Regions from separate parts of the Mus musculus genome. Here region 1 is linked to region 2. A link is a contact called in public Hi-C data. All regions are on one chromosome and are shown on one strand. Each heading gives the region's core, a stretch centred on a gene start, on an enhancer-like site or on the middle of the called end of the contact. The rest is flanking DNA. Distances are from core to core; before and after follow the strand shown.

Region 1 (6,588 bases), core at 1,598-4,097, 560 kb after region 2:
GTGTAACCTACTATGTATGTTAATTAATTTATTCATTACTATATGTGTAATTTCACATCAACATGCTGTCGATAAATAGACACCTTTTTTCAGAAAATTTAAAATTATAAAAAAATCTTTTAAGGAAGGAGCATTTATGTTAAATTATGTGTGCTATGTGTGTTACTGTTGCCTAAAATACCTCTCAAAACTTGGTAGTTTAAATAAACACATTTTCTGATGATTCTAGATGCAAACTGCGCTTGGTAAAGCACTGATTGCTGGCTGTGCCCTAACTGAGGCTGCACAGTCCCCTGACAGCTCAGCTGGGGTAGGCCGCCTCCCTCTACCAGGTTCTGACTATTTATTCTCTGTTGGCAGACTACCAAAGGACTATCAAGGCTACTTACAAAGGTGACTCAGAGTAGGAAGTTACTGTAAACACCAACTACCTAGTCTCTTAGGACCTGAAGGTGAGGATTTCCCAAGGGGCCACTCTGGCATGGAGGAAGGAGCACTGACTGCATCATGCCAAGAGCAGACGATGCTCTCCCTGCCCTATCCTTGTAGGCACTCTGCCACCAAGCTGCTGCACTTCATTGTTTACTGAACACATGCTTCCCTGAAGATGGAAATTAAAAATTGTCTTTCCATTCCTCTGTACCATGAAGGCTGTACAAACAAACATGGGCAATATGTTCAATAGGAGCCAACTCAAAGAACTAATCCTCTAGGGGGGTCAGTACAGAAGGTGTGATTTAAAATTTGACCCTAAAGAAAGAAAAGCTAAAAATGGAAAGGAAGGGGAGAGTTAGCTGGAGGGGAGGAAAAATAATTAAGAAGTAGAAATTGACTCACTTTAAACACCATGGGGTTGTTTGAATCCCGAAATGATCCAGTATGTCACCTCAACATTCGACATGAATTTCTTCTGTCTGGACAGTTTAAAATGTCTGTACCTCTTGCCTTAGAAATGTTATGATTTGGAATTAACATCAGCTCACTCTTATCTCTAGCCTGCGCATTGTTTGTGTACCCATGTATATGCCTAAGTATGTGTGTGAACTGGAGTGGCAGACATCTGAAGATCAACACTGGGTAGAAAGAAAAAAAAAAAAAAAAAAAAAAACAAGAACACTATCGTGTTATAAGATTTGAAGAATAAAAAGTCAAGATTCAGGAGACAGACCTCAAGTATAATTTCTACAAAAAGAACAAAAGATATTATTCAAGGATCTCACAGCAACAATCATGATGCTGTTCAATTAAAAGGAGCCAAGTCTCACATTCCAAAAATTTCCATCAGATGCAAATATGCATGCTACTGTGAGCATCTTCACACCATATGTGATGGGTTTCATCACACACACACACACACACACACACACACACACACACACACACAATCCTCATATATTGAGCATTCTGTCATTTTCAAATCCAATAATGCTACTAAACACTATCAAAATGACTGAGCATAAGAAAACGCTGCTAAATATCCAAGCAATAGTCCAATAAAGTAACACTAAATATGAATATGGTTCTCTTCACATGGCGAAAGCGAACGTTTTTATTTAATGGAATGGGAAAGAGAATCTTTGGTGTTCAAGTTTTAAAGTCATGCAGCTATACAAAAAGCTTTCACTTAGCTGTACTTAAAAGAAAAAAAGAACCCTAGCAAGTATTCACGGAGAGGTGCAGAGAAAAATGACTTAAACTGTCTAATACATACAAATGTAAGTGTTTCTATAGGTAGAGGGGATAAGGAGGGAAAAGGGAAGGAAGTGTTGTCAGGCACACCCCACTCTGGAACAAATAGGCCTTATCTGTATTCTACAGCTCTCGAATATTCACCAGAATTAGGGCTGATGTCTGGTAATCAGCCACTCTCTGCTGCTTTACATTCAGGGATGGGGCCAGGCCAAGTGAGCAACATACATCAGATCAGATCACTAGCTATATTGTTCGGGTTGATTTTAATTGCCTGAAAAGTGTCATTACCATCTTCTGCAATGTGCTAAGTTATTTTAGAGAGTGCCTATTTCCATGTAAGAAATAAAATTGGACTGTTCCTGTAAGAACATGCAGAGGAAGATTCAGTTTGACTGTAGCTTTGGTGGCATGAAAAACCGACCCAGATCTGATCATATAAACAAATGTTTGTTACCTGTAGAATTTGCAAATGTATTTTGGGAAATCAACCCAGATTCTCTCTCTGATGACCGGAGAGAACCACCCAAATGTCATGTCTAGTTTGAAAAAATTCTTGCAGGTTTTATTTCCACGGTTACTCTTACATCCAGCAGCTTCAAGGTGAGAGAATTCATGAAATTTAAGAACCAGAAATATTTCTACAGAAAAGATATATGGAAATAGATTACTCCAAACCTAGAAGACATTTGCAAAAATATATAACAGTGACTGCTAACATGAAAATGCTATCTCTTGAGATATTTGTTCTTTAAATCAAAATCCTAGATATGAGCACCAATGCAGGAGACAGAATGCTATTCATACTCTCATGGGGCCCAGGTTTTTAAAATGGTGAAAACTGAATATTGCCTATATTCTGGTTAACAGCAATCATGTGAATAAGTTTAGAAATAGAATCAACTCCTATTTTGATATATGCTACTTTCCTCTTACAATTCTTTCTTTCTTTATTTTTAGTTGAAAAACAGATTAAGGAGGCTCGCGTGAGAAGCTTCAGAAAGTCTTCTAGGGACTGAAAAAAAAATCTCTGTTAGCTCAGCAGGGCAAGAACACGCTTCTGCAGGGAGACAACAAGGGCTGGAGAAACAGAGCAGTGGGCAGAGTGTTAAGATACTCAGCAGTGACATAAAAGCCAGCCAGAGAGGCACATATGCACAAACCCAGCACTGTGTTAGTCAAAGACAGGAGGATCCTGGGAGCTTGCTGGCCAGCAGGTCTACCCTAATCTGTGAGATACAGGTTCAGTGAGACACCACCTGTCAAAAATGTCCTTGATATTGAAGCTACCTGTAAGGGAAGCAATTGAGAAAGACATCTGACACTCATTTCTTATGCACACGCGTACACACAAACACACACACACACACACACATGCAGGAATAAGCAACAAGAGAATGTTAGCATTTCTTTTTTTTCAATTTTTTATTAGATATTTTCTTCATTTACATTTCAAATGCCATCCCGAAAGTCCCTTATACCCTCCCCCCCCCTCCAGCCGCCCTGCTCCCCTACCCACCCCCTCCCACCTCTTGGCCCTGGCATTCCCCTGTACTGGGGCATATAAAGTTTGCAAGACCAAGGGCCATTTCTGCAGGATGTGGGGCTGCCAGTGAACGTATGGGTACTGAAGCAATGATACCCACAAAGCCTCCCTCTCCTTGTTCCTAAATATCTGTTTACTGCTTAGCAGGACATGCTTTTGATTTGTTGTGACTCAGTCATTTACTTGTTTATTGCAGATGTTCATATTTTATGAAAATAAAATGAATTTTGAGACTCTTGAATTGCTTCAATCCACTAAAATCAGATCATTATTATATGAAGAGCAACATTCAGGACATAGAACCTTTAGCTTATTATTACTTTAAAGAAAAAAATTCTATTTATTATAGGATTTTCTTTTCTTTCTTCTTTTCCTTTTTTAGGATTTTGGGTTTTATTTATTTATTTATTTATTTATTTATTTATTTATTTGAGAGAGGGATTTTCTGTGTACCTCTGGCTGTCTTAGAACTCACTCTGTAGACCAGGATGTTCTGGAACTCAGAGACTCAAAGATCCACCTGTCTCTGCCTCCTAAGTGTTGAGATTAAAGACCTGCACCACCACCACCAGATTGTAAAGGGATTTTTCTAAATTCTAATCATATATATCATTTGCTATCAACTTATGACCTATCACTCAAAAATTCATAAGTAAAAATATCTTACAAGTATACATCTAAATGACTGCAAGCAGCCCCATATAACTGAGCAGAACTCAATAAAAAAAAAGGTAGACTTTAATTAAATTGATATTTAACAAATTCTTAATATGGATGTATTGTTCCAGAATATTAGAAAAGGCAGATATTAAACAATTTTACAGTACTAAATTATAGTCCATCCTCCCTAAAACTAAGTACTTTTTAAGAACGGCTGAATATAGAAGTCTCAGTGGTTTTACAGGGTATGAGGACCAAATGGCTCAACATCACCCTGCTAAATGGCAGGGCTAGAAGTAAAGGCTTCTCTGCAGAGGCCAAGCCAATCTGAGTTGAAATAGGTGATTGCAGCAGACTGGAAGTCCTACACGTTTTAGAGTTCTACATGGTTTAGACACACAAACGGAACAGGAGAAGACTTAAATTCTAAGAAAAGTTTAAGAGGTCCCCTTGCAACCAGAAAGCTATGTGCAGGGTAGAATTAGCATAAAGAAGTCATAAGATGATAGGCTGTGTCAACAACATTTTCCTTTTTCATCTCAGCAGGGAGGTATCCAGTGACCCGAAGACTTGAATTCATGGCTTAATACAACTTCTAGGATCGGACAAACCAGGAGCAAGACAAAGTGTGGAGATTACTTCTTAACCAGGTTTATTTTTTGTGCCAGGTACAGAGGTAGAAGTGTTTAGATATTCAGCTAACATAAACTGACATAGGTATACAGAGTGGTGTGTTTCCATTCTATTGAAAGCTACAAGAACAAAGGTAGCAGACAGTTCAACAGCATATTGAGGACACCTGGGTAGATGATGCTGACAGAGACACTGAGAGAAGGAATCACCAAAGTCAAACTGAAAATGAATTCTACTTATTCATGATGACTTTGAAAGAGCAGATATCCCAGAGACCTAAGATATGGTGCCAGTGAGACAGGAAGAACACAACACAAATCAACAGCAGACTTCTGCTGAATGAGAACCACCTGGTAAAGATCATTGGTCACAGGGATGCTAGGAGCAAACAATGCAAACTCACCCTCCAAAATCTCAGTGCTCATGGGTTTCTCGAGCACCAATTTGAATCACATACTATAAAAGGCTGCACACAGGACACAAACAGTGCCTACTTACAAAACGCTCACTGGGAATCAGGCAGTGAAATGGACAGTTCCACGTGATGAGAAGGGCTATGAGGAAAATGAACATACAGAATCTAGAGAGGACTCCTATTATGCATTAGATACACAACAAAAAAGCCCTCTATGAGTCTGTAGAGTCAAAACCATGGGCTAAGGGCTGATCAGCAATCAAAACTCCATGGGCCTATGTCTGAGTATGAGTATTTGTTTATGAATGAGCACTTCACGGCCATTCCAAAGCTGGGAAAGCTTTGAAGAAAAGTGAGCAAGTCAAAGTCACTCAGGATGCGCTTGCTCCCAAAGCATGGTATAAGTGCTTAAATCCCACTTAGCTCCATGGGTGATGTTCAGTAGATTGTATTTTATGTGGAGTGCAATCAGAAATCATTTAAACATTATGTATAGAAGAGTAACTAATTTAACGCATGTATGGATGTATATATGCATGTATGGGTGATGCGTGTTCCAGTTGGGTAGAATGATATGGAACACCAAGTGTGAAAGGAGACAGAGAACCTGATGTAGTGGCCTGGAAGGAGAAGGTGGTGATGTGGAGCAGGATGATTTAGATGGAGAAGGATGAAGGCAGGAAATGTGAGGAATAGCTCAGAGTCCAAATCAAAAGACTTGAAGCACACTGTTGCTCCAGTTTCTGCAGGCAGGAATATCTGAAGTAGAGTAACAGTCTTCAGAAATCTTTATCCTATTAAAATAATACATCACCAGGCTCATTTATCAGTAATGGAAAGTAGGTTGGTTGCAAGGATATCATGTCTTAACGGCTGAAAGATAATCAAAGTCAAGTGACTTAGAAAATAAATGAGAGAAAATTGTTCTCCTGTTTTACAAAATTTACAACCTGAGTTAACAGCACCTAAGAGAATGCAGTGGAATTGCTATAACAGATATAATCTATTTTTCCAAATGCCAATATGTCTGCAATGAAGAATATGCATACCTTCTGAATTATCTTATCGTATTTAATAAATCAGTTGAGCTTTTTTTCCCCCCTCACTCTTTGCAAGGCAGCTTTTTGCACAGTAAAGATTCTACAAACATTTACATTCCGAGTAGCAGAGCTGTTTGAAATGCTATAAAGTTCTGCCAGTACTTCTATTACCAACCCTTATTTCTTGTTTATAACATGTACATAAAAGGAGGAAAATAAAAATGTACTATGGATTGAAACTTGGCATACTAAGCTTCAGCCAGGGAGTGCATTTCTTCAGAAACAAATTTTCCAAGATATGTTCACAGTGAGTATAGAAACACAGGAGCTGGAGTGGAGAGAGATTGTAAACAGAAGCCACTTAGGACCACTGCTCTGTCTAGATCTCAAAGTAGAATCATCAACACTCAGTTTCAAAGAACTTCTTAGACTATCTGCTAGTCCATATTTCTATACTTTTTTTTTTCAAAAATGATGCTATCTAAGGCATGATTACCAAGCATAAGTAGAGAAGTCATATATCAAGGCTAGCAATTCTACTATGCACACACATCAGGTTTATGCACACAGTAGATATTAAAGTACCTTAGGTATATTCATTTTCA
Region 2 (6,498 bases), core at 3,921-6,420:
ACACACCTTTCCTAGGCCTATATAAGCAGCACCAGTTCTGGGCTCCAGGTCTCTTTGCCTCTGCAATCAAGCTCTCCCAATAAACGTGCACAGAAGGATCCTGTTGCAACGTCGTTACTGCTGGCCAGTCGGGTGCGCGCAAGAATTAACCTTCAAGTTTTAAAATAGTTTCATTTGTATAAAGAATTGTTTATTTTTATTTTATGTGAATAAGTGTTTTTCCCACATGTGTGTATATGTGACACATGCATACCTAGTTTCTGATAGTACCAGAAAAGGGCTTCGGATTCCTTGGAAAAGCTGGGTGTGAGATGCTATGTGGGAACTGAGCCTGACTCTTCTACTAGAACAAGTCCTCTTTCCTGCTGAGCTATCCTTCCAACTTTTCCTCCAACCATCAAGTTTATTGAGATTCACTCATCTGCATAAACTAGAATTGAATTCTTTGTTATCCTTAACTAATACTGAGACTGCAGTATGGTGAGGTGTGAGGGAGACAACTGCATCTAAGACAGTACCTGGAATTTAGTTCACATTGAACAAGCACATACCGGAAAAAAAAATACATGAGTTTATAAATGTATATGATTTTACTGAAATATAAAATGCTTAATATATTGTTGTCTTAGACCAAGAATTAACGTCTTTTAATTCAATTCCTGTAAAATATTGTACTGGCTAGTTTTGTGTCAACTTGACACAACTGGAGTTATCACAGAGAAAGGATCTTCAGTTGAGGAAATGCCTCCATGAGCTCCAACTGTAAGGCATTTTCTCAATTAGTGATCAAGGGGGAAAGGCCCCTTGTGGGTGGGGCCATCTCTGGGCTGGTAGTCTTGGGTTCTATAAGAGAGCAGGCTGAGCAAGCCAGGAGAAGCAAGCCAGTGAAGAACATCCCTCCACCTATAGGGTTGCAGATCCCTTTAGCTCCTTGGGTACTTTCTCTAGCTCCTCCATTGGGATCCCTGTGATCCATCCAATAGTTGACTGTGAGCATCCACTTCTGTGTTTGCTAGGCCCCGGCCTAGTCTCACAAGAGACAGCTATATCTGGGAGCTTTCAGCAAAATCTTGCTAGTGTATGCAATGGAACTCTTGACTATAGCTGCATATGTATCAAAAGATGGCCTAGTCTGCCATCACTGGAAAGAGAGGCCCATTGGACACACAAACTTTATATGCCCCAGTACAGGGGAACACCAGGGACAAAAAATGGGAATGGGTGGGTAGGGAAGTGGGGGGAAGGGCATGGGGGACTTTTGGGAGAGCATTGGAAATGTAATTGAGGAAAATACATAATAAAAAATATTAAAAAAAAAAAAGAACATCCCTCCATGGCCTCTGTATCAGCTCCTGCTTCCTGACTTGTTTGAGTTCCAGTCCTGACTTCCTTTGGTGATAAACAGCAGCATGGAAGTGTAAGCCGAATAAACCCTTTCCTCCCCAACTTGCATCTTGGTCATGATGTTTGTGCAGGAATAGAAACCCTGACTAAGACAAATTGGTACCAGAACTGGGGTATTCCTGTGACAACCTGACCATGTTTTGGGGAGGACTGTGGAAGGACTTTGGAACTTTGGGTTTGAAGATCCATCCATTGTTAAGAGCTCTGTCGGATGTTGTGTAGGAGCTTGGAAGATAATGTTGAGAACACTGCAGAAGATGGAGGTCTGGTTTGTGAAATTTCAGAGGGAAAATTACTCTTTTCAGGGCCATTGCTGTTTTGATTGTGAAGATTCTGTAGTTCTGGTTAGCTGGGGCTGAAGAATCAGCTGTGATTAACAAGATACCAGAACTACCAAAGCAAAAACTTTGCATTACTGGGACTATTGATGCTGGTTAGCTGGAGCTAAGAAATTAGCGGTGATTAAGAAGAGATCAGCATCATTGAGGTGACATCTTCTGGGAAGTGTTTTCTGAAAGCACAAAGAGGCTGTGTTCCAGAGATGGCCAAGGATGTACTCCTGCTGCAGCAGGACTTGGTAATATGTAAGGGTCACCCAGGTGGTACTGGTTTTGAAGGCATGAAGGGGTCACACAAAGCAGCTGAGGCTCGGCACTGTGCGAGGCCATGGAAGGCCATTGGTGAAGGAAGGTGCAGCCTCAGTTGCAATTGAAGGCCCAGAACTGAAGGGGTCATGCAGTGTTTTGGAGATGCCAGTACCATGAGATGACCACCAAGAGCAGCAGCAGCAGTGGAGTAGAGGCATCTGGAGCCTAGAGGATGACACGTGTGCTACAAAGGGCATGGTTGGAGAAGTGACCCAAGCCCTTGGAGGAGCCCAGAAGATTGTGAATTGGATCCCAGACATTGGATGGTTGGAGATTGATTTTTGCTTTTGATTGTGACTGTGCCCTGATATTTTCCCTCTTGAAGGAAGAAACTGTTTTAGTGGAGCCCACAATTAAGAGACTTTTAATTGTTAAAAGACTTTGGATTTTAAAAGAGATGGATATTTTAAAGAGATTGAAATTTTAAGAATATGTAAAGACTGGGACTTTTAAAGTTATTTAGATCTTGGGGATGAATAAGATTGTAAGGGTTGAGGCTTACTAGTGATGTTTTTGTGTGTCAAGTTGACAAGGGGTCAATTGTACTGGCTAGTTTTGTGTCAACTTGACACAGCTGGAGTTATCACAGAGAAAGGAGCTTCAGTTGAGGAAATGCCTCCATGAGATCCAACTGTAAGGCATTTTCTCAATTAGTGATCAAGAGGGAAAGGCCCCTTGTGGGTGGGACCATCTCTGGGCTGGTAGTCTTGGGTTCTATAAGAGAGCAGGCTGAGCAAGCCAGGAGAAGCAAGCCAGTAAAGAGCATCCCTCCATGGCCTCTGTATCAGCTCCTGCTTCCTGACCTGTTTGAGTTCCAGTCCTGACTTCCTTTGGTGATAAACAGCAGCATGGAAGTGTAAGCCGAATAAACCCTTTCCTCCCCAACTTGCATTTTGGTCATGATGTTTGTGCAGGAATAGAAACCCTGACTAAGACAAATATTTTCTATTCCTTTTACTTATGTACTTAATTTTTGTTTGTTTGTTTGTTTGGCTTTTTGCCTGGCTGGATTTTAGCATCTTTATTGCTACACAGAGAACTTGCTACTTATTCCTTTCATCGTTTTCTCCAAATAAAATAAGAGTGAAGCAAATCATGAGCAGGGTAGCCAACCAAATCTCATTCTTCCTAAGCAAAGTGCTGTTTCCAAAACACAAAAGGAAAATTTTGCTATAGTTCTGTACCATGGAGGCCAGGTCCAACATGTTGGCTCTTAAGACCTACTGACTTACGCTTCACAAACTAGGCACCAAGGGCTTTCTTTGAGGAAATAAAACATTCTCTCAACATTATTTGATAGATAATCCCCAGAGTATATTATCTATTAGCATTTATATACCTTATACACAAAGACAGTCATGTAGAAAGTCAATCTCTAGTATATAACTAAGCAGAGTGTTCTGCTTACATGATACCACTTATGTATCCTCATAAAGGAATAATTGTGATGAGAGAGATATAAACATGGTAGGGTGACTATTATTTTTGAGCAATTAATATTATTGTGACATTACTGTTTGTCTGATGGGTGAATCCTATGGAGACAGGGGAGCTATTTTTAAGTTCCTGAGGGGCTATCATGAAGTAATAATTAGCTTATGTTGTTCTATATGAAGTCAAGTATTAGGCATTAGATTCAACTTTAAGTTATTAGCGAGCATGCCAATCTCCATATAAGAAGCACTTAATTATCTCTGTGGCACTAGATCATAGGCTGCTTGGGCAGGCAAAAACTTTCTAATGATGATTCCTTGCTAAGATGATTAGGAAAGAAAGTTGAAGATGGATATTTAAAAGATGAATGTCTCTTTAAAAAAACAAAAGCTAATATAAGAATTAATGATAAGAGAAACTTTCCATAGCAATGTCTCCACATGTGTTGCCTAGGCATCATCTCATTTAGTATTCAGCATGAGGTCAATGATGCCCATGAAGTTGGGACATCCTACTCATCTTATAAATACCAAAGAATTGAAATGGTGTGCCCATGTCATAGACATAAAGAATGAAGCTGAAAGTAAATTAATAAATGCCCAGCTACCCAGCCATAAAACAAAGGCAGGAATGAACAACTGATTACTTGTTTGGGTTCTATGTGTGGGTGTGTTCATACATGCAAATGAGGACACATAGCCATTCTACACTTTGTGCATAGAAGCCACACAAAGAATATAGATGTCATTTCTCATCTTCTACCTTGATTGAAACAAGGACACTTGTTTTTGACACAGCGTATACCAGGCTAGCTGGCCTGTAAGCTCCCAGGAGTTCTGTCTCCATCTTCCAAGTCACTATGAGAACCCTAAGAGTTCAGAGATACACTATTGCACCCAGGGCTGCTTGTCTCTAGAGATTCAAGTTCAAGTACTTAGGCTTGCATGACAAATGTTTACCCACTGAGCCATCTTCTTAACCCTGAACATCTGATCTTTTTTACTTCAAGAAAAACTTATAAACTTTAGGAATTATGGAAGTAAAATAACTCGAAGAGAGGCATGATGACTAAATTTAAGTTAATAAAGTAAGAGTTCGTTTTTGAGGCAATCCTGACCCAAGCAGAGGGCATGTACATCTTGTGACTGTTGAGAAGGTTTGAAGTCAATGGAAGTAAAAAAATAGATAGACCAGACACAGGTTATTAGAATTATACAAAGCCAGGCCACCACAGTCTCAGGTTTAGTGTTCTTGCTTTAAGTATATTATTTTAGAATGGATGTATAGAATTTAAGAATCTTTAAGAGCTGAGGTGGAAGTATCACCATGGAGAAATTAATGTATTGTTAGTCTTCTAAATTTACTAGCCATTGATCCAAAGCAACATTATGAGCTATGTCTAAAGAGTGATTTGTGCTGATCTCCTATGAGCAACTTGAAAGTTTGGATGGGCATTATGATACATTCACACACACACACACACACCCCTCACTGACACCCAAATGGCTGTGTTCTAGATTCTGAAGACTTGTTAGAAAAATGACATAAACTTCTGGCTTCATGGTTCTTAAATTTAAGGAGTAGAGGAGACAAAAATAATATACAAATATTGATGTATACTGGGAGTTGTGTTATGGGGAAGCAAAATAGAACATGACAAAGGGGTTGGCAGTCTGCAAAGGAGCTCTACCGCTTTCATCCTAGTTGCAGAATAGGAGGTATTTGTGAAAAGCTTGGAGGCAGATGGAGAAGCAAGCCGTGCAGATATTTCAGGACAGATTGTTCTAGAGACAAGGAACAGCTGAAGCACACATTGCTCAGAAGTTAATATAAATTTAGGTCCAAAGAACAGTGAGGCATGGAAGGTTAAGGCTCAGATGAGGTCTGAGGGGAACAACATAGTGCCCTGTGGACTTCCATAAGTGCGTTATTGTCCATCTTTACAAGACCATTAGCCTCTCTTTCACAGGCAGGGAAAGTCCTTCCAAAATTCAGAATATAACAGGATCATAGGCTAAATACTTTTTAAACTTAGAAAACAGATATTCCAATATTCGAACATGCCCATGAGAAATGGGTTATTTGGGCAGGTATTTTTATTTTTATTTATTTTTATTTTTTTCCATTTTTTATTAGGTATTTAGCTCATTTACATTTCCAATGCTATACCAAAAGTCCCCCATACCCACCCACCCCCACTCTCCTACCCACCCACTCCCCCTTTTTGGCCCTGGCATTCCCCTGTACTGGGCCATATAAAGTTTGCATGTCCAATGGGCCTCTCTTTCCAGTGATGGCCAACTAGGCCATCTTTTGATACATATGCAGCTAGAGTCAAGAGCTCCGGGGTACTGGTTAGTTCATAATGTTGTTCCACCTATAGGGTTGCAGATCCCTTTAGCTCCTTGGCTACTTTCTCTAGCTCCTCCATTGGGAGCCCTGTGATCCATCCATTAGCTGACTGTGAGCATCCACTTCTGTGTTTGCTAGGCCCCGGCATAGTCTCACAAGAGACAGCTACATCTGGGTCCTTTCAATAAAATCTTGCTAGTGTATGCAATGGTGTCAGCGTTTGGATGCTGATTATGGGGTGGATCCCTGGATATGGCAGTCTCTACATGGTCCATCCTTTCATCCCAGCTCCAAACTTTGTCTCTGTAACTCCTTCCATGGGTGTTTTGTTCCCACTTCTAAGGAGGGGCATAGTGTCCACACTTCAGTCTTCATTTTTCTTGAGTTTCATGTGTTTAAGAAATTGTATCTTATATCTTGGGTATCGTAGGTTTTGAGAGAGAGAAACAATTGTTAGTTCCAATCTAACCAAATAATATGAATGAAATGTTCTTTAGATAGCTTCTTTCCACTCACCTGAAAGAGAATCTGTCTCTGCATTAGTGGCACCCTCTCTCTCTCTCTCCCCTCTTCCTAACACAGCTGCCACAAAGATTCTCTACTTTTTTCCAGATTTTTTTTCCTCAGTTCAATCACTTCATTTGACCAATGAGAAGCATTT

The links. Hi-C and Micro-C count contacts between places; a contact is called where the count stands out from the background.
Region 1: a Hi-C map of cortical neurons shows a contact between it and region 2, with 2.0 times the contacts expected there. The contact joins two enhancer-like sites. A contact is called at or near these places in 3 of 484 Hi-C or Micro-C datasets (cerebral cortex, cortical neurons and forebrain) and 1 of 115 datasets of contacts at active chromatin or transcription factors (forebrain).

The regions. Positions count from the first base shown.
Region 1 is chr6:102,554,919-102,561,506 of GRCm38.p6, forward strand. It overlaps a transcript of Cntn3 not described here. Among named protein-coding and RNA genes, the nearest start is that of Cntn3, 94 kb to the left of the region's middle. Within about 2 kb of position 2,848, at least 18 of the 459 cell types and tissues checked have an H3K27ac peak or open chromatin away from gene starts, as enhancers often do. A contact at or near this core is called in cortical neurons, where this site is marked.
Region 2 is chr6:101,987,816-101,994,313 of GRCm38.p6, forward strand. No RefSeq gene overlaps it. Among named protein-coding and RNA genes, the nearest start is that of Gm9871, 220 kb to the left of the region's middle. Within about 2 kb of position 5,171, at least 6 of the 459 cell types and tissues checked have an H3K27ac peak or open chromatin away from gene starts, as enhancers often do. A contact at or near this core is called in cortical neurons, where this site is marked.